4 separate regions of the Sus scrofa genome follow, and regions 1, 2 and 3 are each linked to region 4. A link is a contact called in public Hi-C, HiChIP or PLAC-seq and promoter capture Hi-C data. All regions are on one chromosome and are shown on one strand. The core of a region is the stretch at or near the end of the contact, and the rest is flanking DNA. Distances in the headings are between cores, read along the strand shown.

The links. Promoter capture Hi-C pulls out the DNA fragments that hold promoters and counts their contacts. Hi-C and Micro-C count contacts between places; a contact is called where the count stands out from the background. HiChIP or PLAC-seq counts read pairs in DNA pulled down with a chosen protein or histone mark.
Region 1: a contact with region 4 is called in a Hi-C map of liver, with 6 times the contacts expected there. The contact joins the promoter of NPHP3 here to the promoter of CDV3 in region 4. A contact is called at or near these places in 2 of 5 promoter capture datasets (fetal liver and liver), 7 of 47 Hi-C or Micro-C datasets (adipocytes, embryonic fibroblasts, heart right ventricle and 3 more) and 2 of 2 datasets of contacts at active chromatin or transcription factors (alveolar macrophages and skeletal muscle).
Region 2: an H3K27ac HiChIP or PLAC-seq map of alveolar macrophages shows a contact between it and region 4. The contact joins the promoter of ANAPC13 here to the promoter of CDV3 in region 4. A contact is called at or near these places in 8 of 47 Hi-C or Micro-C datasets (alveolar macrophages, embryonic fibroblasts, heart right ventricle and 5 more) and 1 of 2 datasets of contacts at active chromatin or transcription factors (alveolar macrophages).
Region 3: a promoter capture Hi-C map of liver shows a contact between it and region 4, with 6 times the contacts expected there. The contact joins the promoter of ACAD11 here to the promoter of CDV3 in region 4. A contact is called at or near these places in 1 of 5 promoter capture datasets (liver), 1 of 47 Hi-C or Micro-C datasets (embryonic fibroblasts) and 1 of 2 datasets of contacts at active chromatin or transcription factors (alveolar macrophages).

The regions. Positions count from the first base shown.
Region 1 is chr13:73,898,963-73,902,929 of Sscrofa11.1, reverse strand. NPHP3 (nephrocystin-3) reads left to right here and starts at 1,910. Exons shown (of 26, transcript XM_021069461.1): 1 at 1,910-2,373. The coding sequence starts at 1,978.
Region 2 is chr13:75,602,729-75,606,354 of Sscrofa11.1, reverse strand. ANAPC13 (anaphase promoting complex subunit 13) reads left to right here and starts at 1,340. Exons shown (of 3, transcript NM_001178070.1): 1 at 1,340-1,363; 2 at 2,068-2,193. The coding sequence starts at 2,095. CEP63 (centrosomal protein of 63 kDa) reads right to left here and starts at 731. Exons shown (of 13, transcript XM_021069477.1): 1 at 649-731.
Region 3 is chr13:73,829,467-73,833,310 of Sscrofa11.1, reverse strand. ACAD11 (acyl-CoA dehydrogenase family member 11) reads left to right here and starts at 1,815. Exons shown (of 21, transcript XM_001924765.5): 1 at 1,815-2,111. The coding sequence starts at 1,963. It overlaps UBA5 (ubiquitin-like modifier-activating enzyme 5), which reads right to left and starts at 1,826. Exons shown (of 12, transcript XM_003132421.6): 1 at 1,012-1,826. The coding sequence starts at 1,172. It overlaps LOC110256298 (a long non-coding RNA gene), which reads right to left. Exons shown (of 2, transcript XR_002337685.1): 2 at 2,102-2,660.
Region 4 is chr13:74,703,368-74,707,203 of Sscrofa11.1, reverse strand. It overlaps CDV3 (protein CDV3 homolog), which reads right to left and starts at 1,853. Exons shown (of 8, transcript XM_021069464.1): 1 at 1,332-1,853; 2 at 1,283-1,329; 3 at 1,135-1,281; 4 at 359-435. The coding sequence starts at 1,386.

The DNA.
Region 1 (3,967 bases), core at 661-3,160, 800 kb after region 4:
TGCAATAGTTTACTGGTCAAAGCAGTTACAGAGTCCAACTAGATCCAAGGAGAGGAGTCATAAATAGCTGGAGTCATGGATGTGCAAGCCTAGGAAGAACCTCAAGTACAGTTGCATAGGGACTTGAATTCAAAAGGACCCTATGCTTGGCTGAATGCCATCTGGAAATCCTTTATAATTTCTGAAGAAAGGTCACCACATTTTCATTTTGCACTGGTCCCACAAATTATGTAGCCTGTCATCATAAACCTCACCTTTCAGGGGGAGGGATAAATTAGGAGTTTGGGATTAACATTTATACACTACTATATATAAAATAGATAATCAACAAGGACCTATTGTGTAGCACACCAAAATATACTCGATATTCTATGAGAAAATAATCTGAAAAGGAATGGATATATGTATATATATAACCGATTCACTTTGCTGTACATCTGAAACTAACACAACATTGTAAATCAATTATACTACAATAAAAAATAAAAATTTAAAAACTCACCTTTCAGAAGTTTTCATTGTGGTTCAGTGGAAACGAACCCAACTAGTATCCATGAGGATGTGGGTTCAATCCCTGGCCTTGCTCATTGGGTTAAGGATCTGGCGCTGCCATGAGCTGTGATGTAGGTCACAGACTCAGCTTGGATCTGAATTGCCATGGCTGTAGTGTAGGTCAGCAGCTGCAGCTCCAATTCGACTCTTAACCAGGGAACTTCCATGTGCTACAGGTGTGGCCCTAAAAAAGAAAAAAAACTCACCTTTCAATAGATAAAGTATTTTTAAATGTGTAGCCATCTTTAATCACCATAAGCTGCCTGCCAGAGACTTTATTCCTCACTGTAGTTCTTTATTCAAAATTATCCTTTCAAAATGCAGACTGAGGTCTGTGGGCTAAGTTCAGCACAAAGAAGGGAAAAACTTGTAAGGTTGGAAACTGGAATAAATTTTGTGATAAGTTTAGGATTAAAAAATATGTTGGAAACCAATTACACTATTATACAAGTATCTGCTAGCATTCTGTAACTGGTCATCTCTGGGCTCACTCACTCAGGCCTTAATCAACAGTTATCCAAGGTCAGTATGCATGCTGAGTTTATACATATTGTCCTTGATGAGAAAGACAGTCAGTAATCACTATATAGGGGAAAGTCTCCATGACCTCAGCAAATCTGGATTTGTGTTTGGGGGCATCTGCAAAACTATGCAAAGGTTATTAAGGAAGGCAGTAGCAGACAACTCATGCTTTTTGAAAACTGGGGCCACATCTGACATCTTTTTTACTTGGTGAGATGCTCCATAGTTCTTCTGAAGTGCGATCTCCAGTGCTCCTTGTTGCAAACCTTCACCTTGTCTAAGGATTATCCTTGGTGATAGCAGGCTGTTAAGCCAAAAAGCATTGTTTTGGCTGGTGCCTTGTCTCTCTGATCATTCCAACTACATGCATACGGAGAGACGCACAGTGAGAGGCACATAGCAGGTGCTCAATACACATCTCAGATTTCCCTACCGCCTCTGGAGAGGGGTGCTCAGGCAGGGACAGCGGTAGGACAGAAACAGCAGCGTCGGAGGTGGAGCAACTGCGGACCCAGGCCAGTGCTCATGGAAGGCACATGACGGTGGGGAAGCTTCTGGCCAGGTTAGAGGCAACGCGCGCCTCTACGTTTGCCCGCCCGTAGGCCGTGAAGTAGCGCCACAGCTGTCCGCCCAGACCCCGCGGCTCTCCTCCCTCAGCCCAGTCAGTGCCCCGCCCCGCCCAGTCCTGATGCCCTGCCAAATCCAATCGACTGCTACGCCCCGCTCAGCCACCCTGCCCCACCCACTACTGCCCCGCTGCCCCGCCCCGCCCCTCTCTTCAGCCACTGCCACGCCTCCTCGAGCTGCTCGCCCCGCCCCTTCCTGCTGCCTCGCCCCTCCCCGCTCGCCCGGTCCCGCCTTCTCCTGGTGCATGTTGGCAGGTTAGCTGCGGCTGCCGGCGTCATGGGGACTGCTTCGTCGCTCGTGAGCCCCGCGGGAGGGGAGGTGATTGAGGACACGTATGGGGCGGGCGGCGGGGAGGCCTGCGAGATCCCGGTGGAGGTGAAGCCCAAAGCCCGCCTGTTGCGCAACTCGTTCCGCCGGGGCGCGGGTGCGGCTGCGGCCGGAGCCGGGCCGGGATCTCTGCCCCGCGGGGCGGGCGGCGGCGGGCTGCTGGGGGCCAGCTTCAAGTCCACTGGCTCGTCAGTGCCGGAGCTGGAGTACGCGGCGGCCGAGTACGAGCGGCTGAAGAAGGAGTACGAGATCTTCCGGGTCAGCAAGAACCAGGAGTTGCTATCCATGGGTCGTCGCGAGGCCAAGCTGGACACCGAGAACAAGCGGCTGCGGGCCGAGCTGCAGGTAACGCCCGGCCCAGGCACACACTGGGGATGGCCGCAACACCCGGGAAACTGAGGCCCCGGGCGGCCTGCCCATGGCCCTGCAGCCGCTTGGCCGCGCTGCCAGCTGGATCCAGGACGCTTACACTCCGTCCCTCATCCATCCTGTCTCATCTCCAAACTGAAGAGTTGAGAAAATTGAGCAGAAGCTGCTCTACATTTTGATTGGAGGGGACATAATTGCCTTGGGATCTAAACCCAAGGGTTAGTTATTGCCTTAACTAACCCTCCTCCTTTTCCTATTTCTGGTCCATTTATTCAGACACCTTGAAGCGATTAGCCTGAAAGTGTCCTGAAGCAACAAAATGCCAGTCTCCAGGAAAGTAGGTCCACAAGGAGCACACGCATTCACAAAAGACTGGTGACATCTCTTGAGGCAACTCATCAAACCCTTATTTGGAGTTTTTAACACCACCACCCCCAGCCAATTTTACATTCTTCCAAGATGGGGCTTAGCTCTTGGATTTTAATGATCTTGAAGTGAATTTTTCTGGATGCCCCTGATTTTCACCCATCTTAAATGGTTATAGTTGAAAGTGTTCCCTAGGGTAGTCAGATCTCCTTAATCCATTTGATTAATTTACTCAAAAAACAATTATTGCATACCCTCCCTGTAATAGATCTGTTCAGACTGATTTAAGATAGTATGTAAAGCAAAGGTTATTTTTCTCAAGGCCTCTGAGAGTTGTAGTTTGTTTACTCTCCTTTGCTGTGGTAGACTTTGGACAGCCCAAGTTTTCCTGAGCCCATTTACAGTAGGAAGAGACTAAATACCTCAGACTGATTTTTCTAAAAGGGAAGCTTTCTTCCTTCTAAACTAGGCATTCTAGTCAAACCCCACCCTATCTCACCCACCATTAGCTGTTGTATAATTAGCATTGTTATTATCTAGGAAAACATAAGCAGTTTTATCTGTTGTCTTACCAATTTTCCTATGGGGTAGTCTTAATGCACTTGCAGGTGTAAAATGGATTTATGAATTTCAGGGTTTTTTTGGTGGGGGTGTGGCACGGACTATGCCCTTCACGTGTGAAAGTTGCCAGGCCAGGGATCAAATCTGCGCCACAGCAGCAACCCAAGCCTCTGCAGTGATAACGCCAGATCCTTAATCTGCTGCGCCACAAGAGAACTCCATGCATTTCAGATTTGATTTCAAGTCATTGTCTTGGGTTCACTGAATATTGCAAAGGACTGTGTTGATAGAAGAGAAACCTGGACCAACCAGGGCAGGGTGCATTAAGCATTGACAAATATCACAGTCCCAGGTTATTCCTGTTACCAATCCCGATTCCTTATGTAGCCCTTTTGGTTTCTCATGTATCTAGGCAAAGAAACTCTTCTGTATTTATTTATTTTATCCATTTGGTCAGACATTTACTTGAGGCCTGCAGTGTTTCAGGCACTGTGAGGGCTTGTGCTGAACTTCGTGTGGACACTCTAATTTAAGTTCGGCATCAATTGGGGATAATGAGAGGAGGAAGAGAGGGAGCCAGTGAGTGTGTAGAAGTCATTATCCTTCTGGTTAAGCCTTATGAATTGTACTTTTCGTTTTCTTA
Region 2 (3,626 bases), core at 91-2,590, 900 kb before region 4:
AACCGCTATCACCTGCCATCAATGACCTAAGTCGCAACAATGCTAAGAAGCTAACCAGATGAGGCAGCCCAGGCGAGAGGGCCTTGCCGAGGATCCCTCCCCTGAAGTGGAAGAGTGGCCCGCGGCTAACTCCGCTCCGGGAAGACGAGCAGCTCGCCCACCCCGCCGCCCTCCCGCCGGCCCGGTCTCTAGGTAAGAGCTGACCACCTGGCTGGCCGGGACCGCACGCCGAGGGAGGCCATATCCGGCTTCGCGGGTCAGCCGGGCGTCAGCGAAAAGGCCGGGGGGCGGGGCGCCGGGGCGGAGCCGGGCCGGCGGGGGCGGGCCTGGAGGCCAGCGGGCGGCTGAGGAAGCAGGCCCCAGGCCATTCGGCCGCTCGGCCCGCGGCCCCACCGCAGCCAGGGCTACCTCCAGGCCCAGAGACGGCCGCCCCTCGCCCGTCCGACGTTCGCAATGCGGTTAAGGGCTGCCGCGAGCGCTCCCCGAGCCTTCCCGCCGTTACCTACGGCTGGGGGTGCGCACGCGCGGCACCGCCAACCTGACGTCCAGCCACAGCAGTCAGCACGTTCGTTTTGCCCACTGCTCCTTCACTTTTAATTAAAACAATGTCCTCCCTAACTCCCCCTGTGCTCCGGCAAATGGGCTCACCCACATCCGGGGATCGGAAAGTGAAGGACGTCTGGGTCACGTGATGCTGAGGGCGCGGTCGGCGGGGGTGTGTGACACGCTGGGTTTGGGGCTGGTAAAAGGGTTTGCGCGCACGTAATGTAGGGTCTGGAGATACGGGAGCGCGTTCGGACTCCTGCCGTTTCTCTTGGCTTAGGTCGTTGTTTTCACATCATCCTCTCCCTCCTAACCACTTCTCTTACCACACGTTGGGCGGGGAGGAGGGGAACTTGCTTGGCTGTCCGGACCCCCCCCCCTCGCTTCCGCATTTGGTATATCCCGCCTCGGGCCGGAAGCCGTGGCTGTGGGGCGGCCTCCCAGGCCTGTATGGACGGTGGTGGCCCGAGAGGGTCATTTCTAGCGAGGGAAAAGGCGTCCCAGTTTTGCTCATGTAACTGCATGTTTCACAGAGCTCTAAAGCAGAGATGAATAAAACTGCCCTCCCCCCGGGAAACGCAGGCGTCTCGTGTCTGGAAAGACCGTGTGACAGGCAATATACCAAGATCCTGATGGGGATCATTCTCTGTGCCCAGAGAACTATGGGACCCGCGGAGGGGCGGGGACTGCGCTCTTCTGGCTCTTAGAGAACGACTCCTGCAGAAGACGACCTGGGAGCTAAATTTTTTGGACAGTTTGGGGTTAGCTGGGGAAAAAAGGAAGAAGACAGAGCATTCCAGGCATTGGGACAGTCGTATGTGTAAGAAAACTTTGTTCAGGAAAGTGGTAATGCTTCATTCTGTTGAGTGAGGCAAGTGTTTGAGACGTAGTCATTTCCTGGTCATTGCCCCTCTTTGCCCGTCTTGTGCTTTCCTTTTTTCCAGCCCCTGAAGAGAGAAGGCACCTTAGCGCCTAACTCTGGAAATGGCATGTTGGTTCTGATGAGCTGACGCCAGCTTTGAGTTTGGAAGGAAAAATGGGTGTGTTAGTGATGGGGTAAAGAACTTTGAGTGCAAAGGCTGGAAAGGATAACAGAGTTAGAGGTGTTCGGAAGAGGGACAGGTGAAAAAAGATTGAGGCCAAATTGAGGAAAGATGTGCTGAGTCACTGACAAAAAATTTTACTACACACAGCAATTGGAAGCAGTAATACCTGAGCAGTTGGTCACAAAGTCGACCTGACTTGGTTAGTAGATCATAAGGACAAAAGGTAGATCAAGGGCAGGATGTGGGCTGAAGCTGGAGTGATCTGAGAAACCCTTACAGAAAGGTGGGATCTGTGTGTGACTGGGAAAATCAGCTGGAAGGGACTGTGATCTTGTAAATAACCTGACCCGGATGAGATGAGTCTTTCCCAAAGTGATATCATGCCAAAAGACACATCCAGGCTAAAAAGCTTGGAGAACCCCTAGTGCTAGATTACATCATCTCCTCATGCTTAAGAAATAACCTCTTTGGCTTTCAGATCTGGCAAGAGCAAAGCTGCAGGAAAATGGACAGTGAGGTACAGAGAGATGGAAGGATCTTGGATTTGATTGACGATGCTTGGCGAGAGGACAAGCTGCCTTATGAAGATGTTGCAATACCACTGGTAGGCCCCTGCTTATTCTGAGGTGATGGGTTAAAGGTCTGATATAGTAGAAGTAGGATATCAATGGGCACATAAACTAGTAAAGCAAAGAAATCAGTGCTGTAGAGTCCTCTAACTCTAGAATCCTCTGAAGAACAATTATCTTGTTTTTTTTTTATTTGAAGAGAAATGTGTTTCAGAGAACTGATGTGACCAGCTCAGTTAGGGGTCATGCCAGAACTAGAGCCCAGGTCTTCTGAGCCATGTTCTGTCTGCCACACCACAGGTGGGTTTATCAGTTGACATTTTTAGACACTCACATTTTTGAAACACACACCTATCCTAGGTTCCCTGGAAAATACTCAGAAGACACCTGGCTTTTCTTTTTTTTGCATTTAGACCATCGAGCTCTCTTGTTTCCTGATCTTTGGAAAATTCTGCAAGGAGTTTGTTAAATCTCGTGTTATAAGTTATCTAAACTTTTTTTTTTTTTTTGAATGAGGGCTTATTAAAATTTGTATTTATGTTACCAAGGCCTAACAAGGAGAACAGGGAGTTTTCCTTTAGAGCCTACCAACTTTCCTAGGAAGAGCTGGTAATAGAAGACAGCTTGCAGGCGGACTGCTGCTGCCATTGACATTTCATTTAAGAATAAGTGATAACAGAGTTCCCTGGTGGCCTAGCAGGTGAAGGATCCATCATTGCTGTGGCTCTGGTCATTACTATGGCATGAGTTCAGTCCCTAGTCCAGGAACTTATGCATGCTTAAGGCATGGCAAAAGGGGGGGGCGGGTAATATGTTCAATGAATAATACACATAACACATAACTTAGTTCAAGTTTAGAAAAATAGTCAAAAGCGCATACAAGAACTATAGCTCCACTTATCAAATACCTGTTTTGTGCCATGGACCAAGATCGAAGTCTGACGTATATTATCCCTGATGCTTAAACTTCGGGGTGGTGGTGTTACCCTCAATGTACAGGAAGGATATAGGATCAAAGAGAGGAATTTGCCCAAAGGCTGGTAGCTGATAGGTTGGACTTGACATCTAAGTCTCTGAGACTCCAGATCCTGTTCTGTGGACTTTTTTGGTATCTTCATTCCACAAGCAACTCTTTGAAGCCTACTGTGTGCCGTAAGACTGGGTAAACATAAGTATAGTTTCTGCCCCTCAGGGCCTAGAGATGCAACATAATAAGTAATTTTAATAGTAGGTGCTCTTAGTGGGGGGTGATAAACAGCTACAGCCAGGCAGTAGACATCAGGAAGGGCCTCAGCGAAAAAAAATCACATTTAAGCTGGTCACGAGGAAGGACCAGAGGTTTAGTGGGTAAACAAGGGCCCTCCAGTAAAGGGGACAAATGTGCAAAGGCTTAGAGTTTTGAAAGGCTTTGGGAGATGGTGAAACCTCCGTGTGGATGGAGGGTATACTCGTCATCAAATGTGGTAAG
Region 3 (3,844 bases), core at 566-3,065, 870 kb after region 4:
AATAATCTTTCCTGTTTCACCAACTTTAAAACTATTCAGTTTTTAGTCACACTATTTACAGTTCCACATGGACTTTGGAGTAAAACAAACGATGCCAGTCCAGGCCTTTTTAGCTACACTGTTAGCACTATGGTCTAAGGCAGGTCACAGCAGCTAAGCCTCAACTTTCTCCCCTATAAAATGAGGGTCAAATATAGTAGCCACCATCTAGGGTTGTGATAAGGAGAAAAAGGTGACAATGCATGCAAAGTGTTAAGCAGGTAGTGAAAGCTCAGTAACTGTTACCATATTCACTAGCAATAAGGTCTTGTACAGGGCTTAGTATGTACAAACACTATTCTAGAACTTTACATATACTTACATTTTCAATCTTCACAGCTGGACAGAGATACTAAAAGTGAGAAACTGAAGCAGATAGGTTCAGAACGCTCTTCAGGTTACTCAGGTGCTAAGATTTGAATTCAATCAGTTTGGCTCTAGAGTCCTTACCCTCAACCACTAAGCTACATTCAGCCTGCTGAATTCACAAACCTTAGGAAACGAAGAAAGAGAGCGGACAACACAGGTGAAGGCCAACGGTTTTAGAGCTAATCCAGCCCTCTCCTACACCCGTAATTTAAGAAACACTGAGAGGGCTCGATGAAGCTCGAAGCGTGTGCTCATTGGGTTTTACATTTGGTGTCACCTTCTAAAAGTTATTACTATCAATTTTAGGCAGAGCAAGTAAGACTAATAGAGGCAGGGGCAGAAGGAAAGCTGATACGTGTCCTCAGCAGACACAGGAGAAGCACCATATGGCTGATTCAGCTGGGTAGTTTTAAAAGAGAAAAAAACATTTTTTTCACCAGTACAGAGACCTGGCTTCGCCCGCTTGAGGACGGGGCCTCAGAACAAGAAAAGAGAGGTGGTACGAGGATGTGGGAGCTGGAGAGCAGCGGCGGGCACCTCACTCCTGACCACCTGGAGACCGTGACCTCGCCCACACCCCCTCCGCCCCGCCACTTAGGTCACCTGTAGGGGTTGGAGTCCACCACCTCCGGGCTCATCTTCTCGATGCGGGTCCGACCGCCTTTTCCGTCGCGGTCCCCCACGACCTGGCGACTTCTCTCCTGGGCCAGTTCCCGTTCCAGTTCCTGGATCCGCTGCTGCAGCCGCTCCACAGACTCGGCCATGGCTGGGACCCCGGCCGCCAGCCCTCCCAGCCCCGGCCGTCGCCGTCGCCGCCGCCCCACACTGTTGGCTGCTGGGCGGGCAAGAGGTATGTGCGGAGGTACCTTGCGGCGGCCTTGCTAGCCCACAACCCCGGAAAAGGGCTCCCTTCACCTCTCTAACTTACACGTCTCCACCGGCCCCGCTGGCCTCGCACGGGGTCCGCTTCCTGTGTGTTGCAGTCATCGTTCCCCCTCAAAAAATAAAAATAAATAAAAACGCAGTCACTTTCAGCTTCCTTCTTCGCCCGGGCCTAAAAGACCGACCTGCAGCAGGGCCTGGGTCATAAACATCCAGAGCCAGTATCCTGCGACGTTGCGTTTCCAACCGGGCAGCTAGGAGAAACCTCAGAATCTTTTATTCCCGAGCTCGACGTCCTGACGGACCTTTTTCTGCGCCGAACCTTTTAGGTTTTCCGCTTGCTGGTGCTTTAAATTCGGAGGTGGACGCGGCCTCGGAGTTCTTATTTGGCCGGAGTGACTAATGTGGTTTTGCTTTATTTAGAATTGAGGCCTCTAATTCTGAGGCTAGGTGAAAAATTTTAATCTGAACACACACCAAGGCCCTCCTGGCGCTTCGCGACTAGAACCCTTAACCTAGCCAGTCCGCCTAGCCTCGGCTCCGGGAGGGAAATTGTGATTGGCTGGAACCGCAGGCCCCCCTCCTCCCGGGCGTCCCGAGCTGTGGAGTGTCCCCGAGCCCCGAAGAGTTGCGGTTTCTGTGAGTCTGTGGTCATTGGATGCAGCAGCGATCATGAAGGCCGATGCCTCCCACGGTCCCGAGATGGGGGAAGTGCTGCCCCAGCACAAGTTGGACTGCAGGTCCCTGGAAGCCTACCTATACCAGCACTTGCCTGACTTTGGGGCTGAGCCTGAGGCCAAGCTGACTGTTGCCCAGTACAGGTATCGACGCCAGCCATTTCCAGCAGAAAAAAATCTGTGCCTTATACTTTTTTCCCTTTGGCTTTGGGTAGGTTCTCAGTTTACCCCATCTTGTTTATTTTTCCTCAGTGACGCAGTTTGCAGGCGGGAGCTGCCCTCACCAGTCTCCTGCATTACATTCTGGGTATTTCTAATTCAAGAGCAATAATAGAAGCACAGTAACATTCACGATTCCAATTATGAGAAGGAATCTTTGTTAACAATTACGTACTTAGAGGATTCAGTGAGGCACTTTAAGGTTGGAGGTTCTGCAGGATTTAGAGAGGCTTTCCCTCAACTTTTGTTCTATAACTTTTTTTTTTTTTGAGAAGCAGATGTCATTCCGTTCACTTTGGCCATATTCTTGCAGAGTGAGTTAATGATATCGGTTGGGACATCCGAATTCTAATCCAGATCTTCCATTTAGCAAATCGCAGCACCATTTTGGGCTTTAATTCTTTCTGAAGTAGGGGAATGGAACTGGACGACCATCCTGAGAGTACTGTTCTCCACTTTGAACTTGCTTCTAGTCTGATGTATAGTAGAAAATAATTTTAAAAGACTTAATTCTAAAAATAGTATTTTGATAAACGCAGAGCTATAGAAGCAGTCCTCTCTTGCCAAAAATTAGATGTGCCACTTACAGACTGGGAAATTTAAATGCTGTGTTACATGAACTCTCTGAGAACTTGTTTCATAATCTGTAACAAATACTTGCCTGTTCTGAGTAATCCTGATAATGAAATGATGTGAAAAGATTTAACATTGTAAGAGCACCATATACCAGTGGCATTTATCACTGGCATTTATATTCCTTGACTACTGGTTTCAGGTAAATTAAAAATAGTGGGAAGGAAAATGGATAAGAGAAAGTTTGGAGTATAGAATTAAAAGGCACCATGTCACAATAGATATTGTAGGACGAAAGAGAAATTGGAATAAAAAATGGCTTAAGTTTCTAGCCTAGAAGGCTTGTGTTGTAAACTAACAGATCAAAGTTCAAATTTGCTCTGAGAATCTGGACAAGTTATTTAACTTCTTTGGCAAAATGGAGATAGTAATCATTAGAGTTGTTGGAGGATTATCTTACTGAGAGTTACTTAATTCTGAATTAAATTTAATGTTTTTTTATAATGATTTTTATTTTTTCCATTATAGCTGTTTTACAGTGTTGTGTCAATTTTCTACTGTACAGCAAGGTGACCCAGTCACACATACATGTATACATTCTTTTTTCTCACATTATGCTCCATCATAAATAGCTAGATATAGTTCCCAGTGCTATACTGAATGTTAAAGCAGAATTGAGCTTGATAAATGAAATTAGTTGCAGCTTAAATAGTATATATGCATTGAACTATCCCCACAGAAAATACACATTTATTTCCAAGGCATATGAAAAAGTTTTTGAAAACTGAAGACATGTTAGGCCACAAAGGAAGTTTCAAAAATTCTAAAGTGTCATTCTGAAAAAATTTCAGAATATAAATGCCAAAGTTCAGAAATCAATAGAAGACAGCTAATAAATATATGTGTAGAAATTAATTGATAACGATAAAAGACCCAATAATCCACAGAAAATAATGGAGTTTATCAAAGTTCAGTATACCAAAATAAATTGCATTTCTGAACTTTAGCAATAAAAATATAAAGATATAAATTTCAGAAAGATAATAAGAGCATCAGAATTACAAATTTCCCCAAATATTATTCTA
Region 4 (3,836 bases), core at 604-3,103:
ACTGCTTGTCAGAGGACCTAAAAACCACCAATATCATTTTTGAAACAAAAGAAAAACTAAGTTCCCACCCACCAATATTAAAGGTAAAAATTTTGAAACCACGAAATCCATTTTAGCTGTCTCAAATAAAAAGACCTAACCAAGATTCGAAGTAGGCAAGCTCTCACAGGATTCTGGGGCTGGCAGCTAATTTGATCAGTATATAGAAGGGCTGCCATCAGCAAGGAGTAGTAACTGACACATTCCATTAGCATATTTAAGGCACAAAATTACTGTGATGCAGTCTGGGGGCCAAAAGCCCCAAACACACAGTATCTCTCCTGTGGGTTAACTAAACACATCTGTACCCAGACCATACCTTATTTGCATTGCTTGAACTCTTAGGCCACTGTAATCAACCTCTTTTTGCTCAAAATCTTTCCACTCATCTTCCTCCTGTAAAAGAGGCATCATTTCATCAATCAAAGCTATTTGTAATGAGACAACTATCAGACTATGAAAAAGGGATTAAGTGGCTGGAGCCTAGGGTAAAGTGTGTACTCATTTTCTGGCCAAAGCCTTTGCTCAATCCAGGCTGGAGGACAAACGTGACTAAACTTTGTTACTTCCGCTGGGTCACTTTAAAAGGCACCAAAAAACCCCGAATGAAGTCAATAGTATTCCCACAACTAAACGCCTAGCTCAATCTTGCCATGAGACTTGCTTTCACGGGCTTCAGACCAAGTCGTGTCAATTCAAGCCGCCCCAAACGTGATGCTTAGAAAATTCGGCTCAGACTCCTGGGCTGAAGTCAGAGGCTAAATTACTGAGAGTCTACGTCACTCGATAGATGCACTTCCGACCCGGGTCGATTCCCCGGGAGGGTGCCACCGCCTGACTGCGTCCTGGCCTGAGCCAGGCGACCCAGGTCAGGAGCAGGGTGGCGGGGGTCCCGCGGGGAGCGCGAGACCGCCGGCAGTGGGAAGCCCGCGTCACGCGGCAGCTTCCTGAGCCCGACGGCCAGCCGGCCTGCCGGCCTGCCGGCCCCGGTGGCCCCTCCCCGACGCTCCCCCAGGCAGGCCGGCAGGCGGGGGCGGGCACATGGGCGCAAGCGCGCGGCCCGGGCCCCGACTCCCGGCCTCCCTGGCCCCTCACCTTTGTCAAAGCCTTGGTTGCGGGCCCGGGGCCCGCGGCCGCGGTGGTCCCGCCGTCGCCCGGCCGGGCCCCCGCGCCTGCCCCACCGCCCGCCGCGCTCGCGGCTCCGCTGCTCCCGCGGCGGCTCCCGCCGCGCCGCTGCTCCCGCGGCGACGCCCGCGGCGCTTGCCGCCCGGTTGCTCCGCTCTTTCTTTTCTTCTTGTCCCTCTTGGCGAAGAAGTTGTCCAAGCTCCGTTCTTCTGTCTCAGCCATGGCCGCTGCCTCCTCGGCCCGGATGGGTGGGGCCGGTGGCGGGCGCGGCCCGCGGGGCTCCGATCTCGGGGTCGAGGCCGGCTCGGCGCTCACGCTCCCGGGCGCGGCGACGCCTCAGCCCCGTGGGGTCGCCAAGGCGTGTGAGGTGGGGCAGATGGCTTCCCCTGTGTGCTGGCGAACGATGGTACGGCCCGCCTAAAGGCTCGCGTGCCGCTGAGGCCGCCCGAGCCCGTCCGGCTGCGGCTGCTACCAACACCGAGGCGTAGGATCCCGCCCGCTCCGCAGACGGAGAGGGAAAGGAACGCGCGGGCCGGAGGCTCTGGCGAGAGTGCTTGGCTAGCGGCGGCGCGTGCAGGAGGACGACGCGCGCACGCAGGCCCGGAGAGGAGGGGAAAGGGGGTGGGGAGGGGTGGGAAGGGGAGGAGGGAGGGCGGGCCACCAGAAGAGAGAGGCAGCGCCCGCGCCTGCGTACTTAGCTCCGCCCGCTACTGTGAGAGCGTAGAGGGGAGGGCGGTGGGAGGAGACGGAGGTGGGGCTGGCAAGGTAGCCAATCAGATGCCAGGATGAAGCGCTTAGGAGACAATCCCTGTTTCAGATGGGGCGGGGCCGTGGCTTGGGGGCGGGGAGAGGGTTTATGCTAAATAAGTGTCGTCATGATGACCCTTGTCTCTCGATTGGCCAAGGGTTTAGCCTTGAGGGCGGGCTTTTGGAGGGCTCATTGGTGACTTGGCTAAACAGGTCGGGTTGAAGGGGCGGGTAGGTCCGTCAGGGCGCATGCGTAGAGTACACGTGTGTCTGCTCGTCCAGTGCTAACTATGGCCTTGTAGTCTTTTGAACGTTATCGAAACGGAAAAGCACTGTGTTAAGCTAGCTATGTTAAAAACGGTACCATCCGTTCTGCTGCTCTCTGTACTTTCACCCTTTCTGGTCTGGCAACTACTCATCTTCATCATACACGATGATTATTACGAAAGTGAGGAGCCCGAGCTTGAAGTTTAGTTCTCATTTCCTAAATGATCTTGGTAAGCCGGTAGGTAGATAAAAGAGAATTGATTTTATCTGAACTCCACCCTCTCCTGGATATGGCTACTAAGATCAAGCTAAATAAATCTGAGCTTTGAGTTCTAGATCTGTAAAACAGAGAAGTTAGCTCCTGCAAGATATGTGGGGAAAGAGTAACTGTTAGCTGCCCAGTGTAGTGCTTAAAACACAATGGATGTAATAAATGATTTTTTTTAATACATTTAAATAGTACCTCCTGCCCTGGCTTGAGTCTAGATGATGACTGTAATCTATCATTAGCTTTTATCCCTGATAAGAGGAGGGAAATGGAACATAGAGATGGGGACCAAATGTGCTCATGCTATACCTAGCTGTACCATTTAAATACTTTCTGGGCCTTGAGAATGAAATGAATCCTCGCATATGAAAAAAGGGTCTAATGTAAGGTTATTAAACGTTCCACTTCCTCCTTCTAAAGACAGAGTAGAGAACTGTCACAACCACTGAGGAAATGACTCAGACGTATGTTAGTAGCCTTGTGGGGTAGATAGAGCACAGCCAGTAAATGGAACTACTTCTTGATCTTTTCCTTTATAGCTTTTCTGTTAAAATTTGTCACTCCCCCCCCCCCCAACACTACTATTAAAGCACTAAGTCCAGAATATGTCAAAGAAGCAAATCAAAGACCTGGCCTTGGCCAACAGCAAGCTTACATATTATTCCCCAGATATAAACTGCCCTCAACCACTCAGGATGAGTCTCTAGTTTACTTCCTTCTGTGACACCACTTTTCTTGTGATGCAGGCCAAGTTCAGCATTGCCCCTACCCCCATCTTCCTTAATATCTCTGATCAAATATTTTTCTTCCTTTCTCTCCCTCCCTTCCCTTTTTCCCTTCCTTCCTCTTGTTCTTTCATCTGTGAAAGACCTATTAGCTATTATTTAAGGCAATGTGCTTTATTCAAGGCATAATTTGTTGTTCCTACTTCAACTCCCTTATAATCCAGAAGAAAAAAAAATCTTAATATGAATAATAAGTTCAGTCCTCCCTTTCCTATGTCCCCATCAATGTATCAGTGTCTTGAAGGAATTAATGATGGGAAAAAGCAGAGAAGGAACAGCAGTTGAGGGTTAACACAGCAAAATTTCCTTTCAGTGCTCCCCAACCTTGATCATATATAAGAATCTCAGGCCAAGCCTGTAGAGGGACCAGGATCTTTGTGTTTGTGTCACTATCTGTGGTTAATCCTCTCCTCCATAAAGTTAGTCTCTCCTCTTTGAATCCCCTGCCCTGAAACTGACCACATATATTCCTACTCTCCAGATGGGTTACACAGAGTCCTAAATCCTACTGTTGCCACACCCCTCATCATCACCCCACCCTTATCATGAAGCATCCTCCAGATCTCAATGTTTGGACCCTCCCCATCTTTAAAGCAAAACCGACC